Linked DNA regions of Macaca mulatta: region 1 is linked to region 2. The links are chromatin contacts, called in public Hi-C maps. All regions are on one chromosome and are shown on one strand. Each heading gives the region's core, a stretch centred on a gene start, on an enhancer-like site or on the middle of the called end of the contact. The rest is flanking DNA. Distances are from core to core; before and after follow the strand shown. Region 1 holds the start of SOAT1 (sterol O-acyltransferase 1). Region 2 holds the start of TOR3A (torsin family 3 member A).

Region 1 (5,049 bases), core at 2,044-4,543, 200 kb before region 2:
GCGGTGGCGGGCGCCTGTAGTCCTAGCTACTAGGCCGGGCGCGGTGGCTCAAGCCTGTAATCCCAGCACTTTGGGAGGCCGAGACGGGCGGATCACGAGGTCAGGAGATCGAGACCATCCTGGGTAACACAGTGAAACCCCGTCTCTACTGAAAATACAAAAACTTAGCCGGGCGAGGTGGCAGGCGCCTGTAGTCCCAGCTACTCGGGAGGCTGAGGCAGGAGAATGGCGTGAACCCGGGAGGCGGAGCTTGCAGTGAGCTGAGATCCGGCCACTGCACTCCAGCCTGGGTGACTGAGCGAGACTCCGTCTCAAAAAAAAAAAAAAAAAAAATGTGAATCACAAATACTGAGTGCCCACTCCAGGTGAAGAACTTTGCCACATCACCCTTAGATTCAGTGGGGGAAAAGGGACACAACTGTGGATAGAATTTACAATCCAGAGCAAAAAAACTTTCCCTCTGGCACCCAAAGGTTTGCCCTAACACAGCGCTACAACTTTTACATGTCACAGAACTGGGTCATTAAGTAATTAGCAGAACTAAAGAACAGGAACAAATTCTCATTTACATCTGTATGGTTAGTATAATCTCTTAACCAATGTGGCAAAAAAAAAAAAAAAAAAAAAAGCAAAACAAAGCCATCCTCTTAAAAAAATGAATTTAGCTAGTCTTTGTTAAAAACTTTCTCCATTTTTTTTCCCATAGGAAAAAGGGACTCTTCCCTGGTTAATACAGTAGTTCTCCCATATCCATGGGGGATACGGTCCAAGACTCCCAGTGGATGCCTAGAACGGTGGATAACAGTGAATCCAATACACGTTGTTTTTTCCTACACATACCTATTATAAAGTTTCATCTACAGGCTAGGCAAAGTGGCTCATGCCTGTATTCCCAGCACTTTGGGAGGCCAAGGCAGACAGATCACCTGAGGTCAGGAGTTTGAGACCAGTCTGCCCAACACAGTGAAACCCTCTCAGTCTCTACTAAAAATACAAAAATTAGCCAGGGGAGCTGGGTGCGGTGGCTCATGCCTGTAATCCCAGAATTTTGGGAGGCTGAGCCGGGGATCACCTGAGGTCGGAAGTTCAAGACCAGCCTGATCAGTAAGATATGACCAGTCTTTACCAATAAAAAAAAAAAAAAAGAAAAAAAAATTAGCCACGTGTGGTGGCAGGCGCTTGTAATCACAGCTACTCAGGAGGCTGAGGCAGGAGAATTGCCTAAACCCAGGAGGCGGAGGTCGCGGTGAGCCGAGATCGCGCCATTGCACTCCAGCCTGGGCAACAAAGAGCCAAACTCCATCTTAAAAAAAAAAAAATTAGCCGAGCATAGTGGGACACGCCTGTAATCCCAGCTACTTGGGAGGCTGGGGCATGAGAATCATTTGAACCTGGGAGGCAAAGTTTCAGTAAGTTAGGCATAGTAAGAGATTAACAATGTATTGTATTAAAATTCACTTGGTCTCTCTTGGAATGTCTTATTGTACTCTTGTTTCCCACCTTAGGTAGCTGACACTACAGAAAGCGGCTAAGCGGGGATCACTATATTTCTCATTCAAAAGTTCCTTCCTCTGTCTACCAACTTACTGATTCTTTCATTGGGCCAACCCTGAGAATTAACAGATAGGCTAAACCAGCCTTCATGAAATGTACTAGCAGAGGAACAAAGCAACTAATTCATTACAATTAATGATCAACTTCTGCTAAGGAGAATAAAGAGTTCGTGGAGGGCTTAATGGGGATGGGGTGATTTCCAAAGGAAGCGATATGTGGGCTGATACATGAGGCAGGTATAAGAGTTGGAGGGAGGGAGAGAATATAGCATTAGAGGTGGAGGAAACTCCCAAAAGCCAGGAGATAGGAAAGAAAATGTAGCTTTCCAGTAACAAAAATAAAGCCAGTGTGGCACGAACCTGGAAAGTCAGAAGGAAAGTGGGCCAAATGAACCAGAGATAGAAAGAGTGTGCTCACTCAGTAGGTCTTTATCCTAAAAGATTGCGAAACCTCAGAGGGGTTCTTAGCACATGATTCACTAAAACACGTGCATTTCTAAACGACAATTCAATGCCACAGACCTCCTTCCAAAACCGATTCTCACACCCAGACAACACACAGACTTCCTTAACAAGTCATTCACTGACACCGCCCAACTTTTAAAAGGTACACACACACAAAAAGCTTCAAACTGAATTCTACTTCAAGGAAGAGGAAATCAAGTACGCTGGAAAAAAAAAAAAAAGTTTAAATAGGTGGCAGTCACTTAAACATTAAAAAGTGACCAACAGGCCAAGTGCGGTGGCTCACGCCTGTAATTCCAGCACTTTGGGAGGCCGAAGCGGGCGGATCACTTGAGGTCAGGAGTTCGAGACCAGCCTGGTCCTACATGGTGAACCCCCGTCTCTACTAAAACTACAAAAATTACCTGGGCGTGGTGGCGCACGCCTGTAATCCCAGCTACTCGGGAGGCTGAGGCAGGAGAATCGCTTGAACCCGGGAAGCGGAGGTTGCAGTAAGCCGAGATTGCGCCACTGCACTCTAGCCTGGCGACAGAGCAAGACTCCGTCTCAAACAAAAATAAGTGACCAACGAACTTAACCTATATATAAATACAGAGAATAAAGTTTATATAGTTGTTTCTCACTTAGAGATGGTCGTTCAATATACATATTATTTAAATTACATGGCCATTAACACTTAGGGAAAACAGAAACTTCAGTACATCCTAATATTTTAAAATAAAACATGAGCTTGATTAAAGGTTCTGGTGCCCATACAGATTTTCATGTCTTGCTAATGCCATCCTTCCCTTCACACATTTTCTCTAAATCATTAAAAAGCTGACTTCCTGAGTGCATTTTTGGTTTCGCTTTTTAAAGAATAAAACGTCTTCCAATTCCTAACTTTCTTTACTACCGACTTGAGAGATGCCACGAGATTTCGGGAATACCAAACCAGCGTGCAGGGTTTAAAAGGCTTCCCGTAACCCGGGCGCCTCACGGTAACTTTCCCGCCCTCTCCTCCCCAACTCCCCTGCACTCGCCGAGTCTCGCCTTCGCCCCAGCACAGCCCAGGACAAGGCCGAGTCGGAGCTGCTGCCGCCACCGCTTCCCCGCGGGCTGAGGCCGGTGGATCCAAGCGGGAAGCGAGGAGAGGCGCGGGAGCACCACCGTTACCTGAGGCCCGCGCCCGGCAGCGGGGACTTCAGCCAAGAGGGCAGAGCCGGGAAGCAGTCACAGAGCGGCCAGCCGGAAGGTCGGCTCCGGGAACCTCTCCTGGCGCCCAGCGCCCGCAACGTCGCCTGCTGGGCGGCAGAGAAAGATAAAGCGCCGGACAGCCCGGCCCCTACGCCCCCTGCCTCCGAGCTCCGCTGCGTCACGCGCAGGGCCAGCTCCGGCTGAGCATCCTATTGGTGGTCCCGAGGTTGCCAGGCTCCGCCCACCTCCCCGCCCCTTCCCGGGCGCGCGGGTTCCCGGCGCCAGCCCTCTTAGCTGGCCCTGGCAGCCTGCCAGGTAAGCTTCTCACCTGGACATCATGACACCAGCGACAACATCTTGCTTGACACTTCCACCCTAGCTGTAGAAGGTGAAGCCAAAACCGGACTGCGACAACTCCCTGCAAGTCCGAAACGGCATCCTGCGTGGTAGCATGGAGCTGCGGGGTCGTTTGGCTCCTAGGCCGACTGGAATAAGCCACTTCTGAAGCTGTGGATCATTGCAGTTTGAACTCACCATCCAGGAACAACGTAGAACTAGCCAGAAGCAAGAATCGCTGACTTATCTACACACCAAGATTCGTGCTTTATCAGGAGATTCCTTAGGCTTTGAAAAGCAGCGTCCTTCAGCAACATTCAAACTAGGTAAGGGGACAAAACCTGCACCAAATAATAAAACACACCAAATAATGGGACAACTAAGTAATATTTAAGGGCCCTTGAGGCCGGGCGCGGTGACTCACTCCTGTAATCCCAACACTTTGGGAGGCTGAGGTGGCTGGGTCACCTGAGGTTAGGAGTTCGAAACCAGCCTGACCAACATGGTGAAACCCCGTCTCTACTAAATACAAAAAATTACCGGGCGTCGTGGCGCGCGCCTGTAATCCCAGCTATTCGGGAAGCTGAGGCAGGAGGATTGCTTGAACCCGGAAATCGGAGGTTGCAGTGAGCCTAGATTATGCCATTGCACTCCAGCCTGGGCAATAAGAGCAAAACTCCTTCTCAAAAAAAGTTTTAAAAACAAAATAAATAGGGCCGGGCACGGTGGCTCACACCTGTAATCCCAACACTTTGGGAGGCCAAGGCGGGCGGATCACGAGGTCAGGAGATCGAGACCATCCTGGCTAACACGGTGAAACCCCGTCTCTACTAAAAATACAAAAAAAATTAGCCGGGTGTGGTGGTGGGCGCCTGTAGTCCCAGCTACTTGGGAGGCTGAGGCAGGAGAATCGCTTGAACCCGGGAGGTGGAGGTTGCAGTGAGCCAAGATCGTGCGGCTGCACTCCATCCAGCCTGGGCGACAGAGCAAGACTCCGTCTCAAAAATAAAAAAATTTTTAAAAATTAAATAAAATAAATAAAGGGCCCTCGTGACTTCATAATCAAAAGAAGAATGATGCAGAGAGATTTGGGACAGAGATTAAATACAATAGTTAATCGCTTGGATTTTGTGAAGGCAGAGGTGTAGGTGAATTAGGGTAAAGGTAGGTGAAAAGGCAATGATGAGAGGAACAGAGACTGAAGAGTTGCACTCGCAGCCTGCAAACTAATACCGGCTAGCCTGGCCTGACTAATTGCTTCTTCCCCACTCCTCCCCAGGACAAAAATCCCCGAAGAAATAGATGAGGTTTAACAGAACTGACTACTTCTGTGGTCCTTTAAACAAAGTGGATTTGTACACGTTCCCTTGGCCACCCAGCAGGCTGCACTGTTCACTCAAAGCAGAACTGGCCCTCAGTGTCCAGTCGAGTTTAGTACTGGCTGTCATTGGCAGAAGTGCTCCATTTGGCCTCTTCTACAACTGTGATTGCCACGTGTGCCAACTAGTTGGTGACAGGG
Region 2 (4,714 bases), core at 613-3,112:
CCGAGGTGGGCAGATCACAAGGTCAGGAGTTCAAGACCAGCCTGGCCAACATGGTGAAACCACGTCTCTACTAAAACTACAGAAATTAGCCGGACGTGGTGGTGGGCACCTGTAATCCCAGCTACTCGGGAGGCTGAGGCAGGAAAATTGCTTGAACCCGGGAGGCAGAGGGTGCAGTAAGCTGAGATCGCACCACTGCACTCCAGTGTGGATGCAAAGCAAGACTCTGTCTCAAAAAAAAAAAAAAAAAAAAAAGAAAGGGACACTTGTAATCATAACCCAGAATTTCTGATCAGTTCTCTCACTGGATAGTTCCAGCCCCTCTGAGAGGTCCCTGTTTCTGTTTAGAGTGAAACAAGGTGCTCTGGGCCTGACTCTCCTAGAGATCAAAGGAGATGTTGGATTATGAGTTAATCCCTTTGAAACTCTTAGCACAGTGCCTGGTATGTATAACAGATATTAGGTATTCTCTTCTCCTTGGAAACGCTCTCAGGGATGCGGGAGGACATGGTGGGGGTAGCTGACAAATGAGCAGAGGAAAACCTGTTTAGACAGGGGACACACGGTGGTAATGAGGGCCTGTTCCCTCCTCCCAGCTTAGCTGAGTGTGATGTGTTCATGGCATTCCCATGGATCCTCAAGATGCACGAAACAGCTCAGTTTGCCTGGGCTATTAAGCTAGAGGCCAAAAAGGGGCTTCCCTGACTCTCAAGCATTTGGTACTCCTTCAAAACCTCAGACTGTGGCAGAAGTTCCTGCTTGTGGGGAGGTTGGACAGGATGACGAAAGGTCCCTTGCATCTAACCATTTCCCCTGGACTGCGTCCCCTCCCCACAGATCCCTAGTCCCTTGAAGCCATGCGAGGTCCAACCTGTAAAGTTGTTGGAGATTCTGCAATCCCCACCGGGGCAGCAGTCTTGGAAGCTGCAGTACCACGTGGTCAGGAGATCCAAGTACCGCTGGCCCAACAGGGAAAGGCGCCAGCCTGGAAAAGGAAGAGCTGTGAGACCGAGAGGAGACCATCCGGAGCTCGACAGTGATGCGGCAACGTTGCCACACAATTTGTCAGGGACAGAGCGACACCCAGAACTCAGATTCCAACTGCCAGCCCCAGCTCAGCCCACTGTCGGTCCTCAAGCCCTGCGTCCAAAAGCAGCAAGGGAGACGGCAGTCACCAGGCATGTCCACAGCGGACGCTGTCAAGAGCAGCACCTTCGAATAACGCCAGGGTGGGCTGGGAGACGGCACAGGCGGTGCAAGCGAGTCTGGAAAGCGCGGGGATGAGGGGCGGCAGGGGACGGGCAGCCAGGCCGCAGGGGGCGGCACCGGGGATGCGAGTGGGGCCGGAGCGGTGATGGGGCTCCCTGCTCCGCGGAGGCTGCCCCCGCCTACAGCCGGTACCGGCGGCTGAGCGGAGCAGAACTGCGGGCCCTGACGTCGCCCGGGGCAGGAGCGAGGCGACCACAGCCGCGCCCGGATCGCACTCTGCTCCGCAGCGAACGGCGGGCCGCGGGGACGGGGTCTTACCCAGGGGCCTCGCGGCTGCCTCCTCGTCCTCGTCACAGTCGTCCGGCCACACCTGGCAGCTGAAGAGCGTCCAGTACCGCTTGGAGAGGGCGCCGGCCGCCCTGAGCTGCTCCTGCAGGCGCTGGAAGCCCGGCCAGGCCCAGGCCGAGCCCGGCTCGTCGGTTCCCTCCCACGGCCTGGAGGTGCCGCGGGGCTCAGGCGCGCCCGGGAGCAGCAGCAGCAGCAGCAACAACAGGAGAAAGAGCCAAAGCTGGCGCCACGAGCCGCGAAGCATGGCCGGCCCCAAGCTGCGGGACCCTCTGGCTGCCGGCCTAGCCAGGCTCCCTTAAGCCGGGGGCTGTCGGGCGGGGACCGCACTTCCGAGGCGGGAGTGAACCCGGGATTGGTGTTGCTCTGGCGACCGGCGGGCCGGGCTGAGTGCGCACTGGCAGCCTCCGTACACGTGACCCAGGCGGGAACCCGAAACCCTGGCGGGGGTCCTGAGAGGCAGTCCGGAGACTGACTTCAGGCAAGGTGCAACTAACTGGCTTCCTGGAAGCAGTTTATTCTGGGTCGTGATTGTGGTTGCAAAGGTGAAATCAGGCTTTGAAATGGCCACTGTCAATCACTCGGCTAGGACTTTCGGACGGACCTGGTGGCCCATCAGAGGCCTACCGAATAAGGACACTCCTGCTCTGCCTCGCGTTTGCAGATCAACTTCTCGCCAACCTGTTAGAGGAAGCCGGGACACCGTCTCAGCCAGGAGCATTAGGCAGGCCAGGAGAGTCAGCTGAGTGAAGAGGCCCTGGAAAGAAGGGCGCAGCTGGGTGCCTGTCTGGCCGAGGTTGCCCTGGCTCCTCCGCAGAGGGAAATGAAACCGCAGCAAAACACCAGCAGGTTTCCACAGTTTGGGAGTCCACGAAAAGCAAGAGGAAGCTGATTGACGGGCCCCAGTCTGGAAGTGTTTGGATTTTGGAAACCCCCCGAGTCACGGGTAAATCATAAGGCGTCATGTCAATGTAATTATATCTCATAAAAAGGTGAAGTACTGTGTGCACTTTCTTGACTAGGTTTGCAACTTTCAAGTGCTGGGACTGAGTAGCCCATCCGACACCACTGGCAAAAGACTACAGGCCTCTTTCCCTCAGCGCGCTCTTCTCCATAGCGAGCAGCTTGGAACAAGGCTGTTAGATTTCAGAAGAGCTTAATGCATTGTTTAAAATCACCTGGCTTACTTCAGCCAATGGCCAAAAAGCCATCTTGTCTTAGGAGAAAACTGCTGTCTAGAGAGATCAGAGGACTTGGCTAATGTCGTCATGTTTAGTGGCTTTGAGGGTGGGCCCTCCAGACAGCAAGGTGAATCTGAGCACCCTGTGTCACAAATGTCACAGGCAACTTGACTCATCTCTTCACCCCCGTCTCTTAGATTACACCCAGTGCCAGGTCTGCTCCATTCTCAGCAGCACACCAAATTTGCGCCTTTCATTCAAACAGCTACAGAAACTAGACAAGCACCTTTGCTGGACACAAGGTTGAGATGAAAAGTAAAATGTTCGTAGTGTCTCAGCCATTCGCTGTGATGTCAAAAACTTTTCAGAGAAGCAGCCATGGCACCAGCCCAGCACTGTGTACATTAAGCTTGTGGAGTCCACCAGAGACAATTAACAGCACATACACCACAGTGCTTACTGGAAAACCAAACAAATTAGGCCGGGTGCGGTGGCTTAGGCTTGTAATCCTAGTACTTTAGAAGGCCGAGGAGGGCGGATCACCCGAAATCAGGAGCTCGAGACCAGCCTGGCCAACATGGCGAAACCCAGTCTCTACTAAAAATACAAAAATTAGCGGAGTGTGATGGCGCGCATCTGTAATCCCCGCTACTCAGGAGGCTGAGGCAGGAGAATGGCTTGAATCCAGGGTGCGGAGGTTGCAGTGAGCCAAGATCGTGCCACTGCACTCCAGCCTGGGTGACAGCACAAGACTCCATCTCAAAAAAAAAAAAAAAAATTAACTCACTCAACAAATGTCGCTTCAGTCTGAATGGCAGTCTATCATAGTGATTACCATTTTCTATTTGTGCAACCCTGTGTGTTACTGAACGGTCCCATGCCTGTTTCCTCACCTATAAAAAGGGATAATAAAATAGTCCCCTCATAGGGCTGCTGTGAAGATTAAATGAGCTCATTCAATGAGCACATCATCAACACTCAATATGTGGCCACTTTTATTTTTGTATCTACCCAGCCCTGGAGGAGGCTCTGGGTGGTCTACACAGGAGGTGAGGATGGCTTTAGTTAATACTGGTGAAGTTTACAAGTGAATTTATGGTGAAAAAATTAATAGTAACAATTGTTTATTAAAACAATCCAAGTTTTAAGATTTTGTGGAAACAATTATCTTTGCTTGGAACTTTCGTGTAGGGCTACCTCCTCATTTCTGAGATGTTCTGACTTGGATTTAGCATCCCATGGTAAATAAAGTAGGTTAGCTGGGAAGTTCTTCGACAACCGACTTGATTTCAAGACATTTTTATTATTTATTTATTTAGAGACGGAGTCCTGCTCTGTCACCCAGGCTGGAGTGCAGTGGTGCAATCTTGGCTCACTGCAAGCTCTGTCTCCCTGGTGCAAGCGATTCTTCTGCCTCAGCCTCCTGAGTAGCTGGGATTACAGGCGTTCAGCACCACGCCCCGCTAATTTTCTTTTTTTTCCTGTATTTTTAGTAGAGACGGGGTTTTGCCATGTTGGCCAGGCTGGTGTTGAACTCCTGGCCTCAAGTGATCTGCCCGCCTCAGCCTCCCAAAGTGTTGGGATTACAGGCGTGAGCCACCACGCCCGGCTGACATTTTTCGCTATAAAAAAAAAAAAAAAAAAAAAAGAAGTAAACAGTTTTTCACCAGTCAGTCCCGTGTAGAAACAATAAATCTAAACACCAGTTTCCAGACAAGTCTCTTGAGTATTTCAATAAATACTCCTTTTGGTCTCAGGGCTTGAAGGCTGTGCTCATTTTAAAGGTCTGGGAGCAGTATCGTGGATGATGGGGACATCTAGAGACTGTTGGGAAAACTACAGACAGCTATGATTCTTTAGCAAGCATTACGGTGCTACTCAAGAGTGGTTCCAGAACCCCAGCACTGGCATCACCCAGGAGAGCTTGACAGAAATGCAGAATCTCAGGCCTCAGACATACTGAATCAAAACCTGCACTT

Evidence for each region. A called contact is a pair of places that touch in the nucleus more often than the background predicts.
Region 1: a contact with region 2 is called in a Hi-C map of cortical neurons, with 5 times the contacts expected there. The contact joins the promoter of SOAT1 here to the promoter of TOR3A in region 2. A contact is called at or near these places in 2 of 14 Hi-C or Micro-C datasets (cortical neurons and fetal cortex germinal zone).

Annotation. Positions count from the first base shown.
Region 1 is chr1:36,689,975-36,695,023 of T2T-MMU8v2.0, reverse strand. SOAT1 (sterol O-acyltransferase 1) reads right to left here and starts at 3,293. Exons shown (of 15, transcript XM_078000918.1): 1 at 3,174-3,293. It overlaps LOC144340560 (a long non-coding RNA gene), which reads left to right and starts at 3,427. Exons shown (of 4, transcript XR_013416813.1): 1 at 3,427-3,856.
Region 2 is chr1:36,488,266-36,492,979 of T2T-MMU8v2.0, reverse strand. TOR3A (torsin family 3 member A) reads right to left here and starts at 1,862. Exons shown (of 6, transcript NM_001265670.1): 1 at 1,528-1,862; 2 at 872-985. The coding sequence starts at 1,801.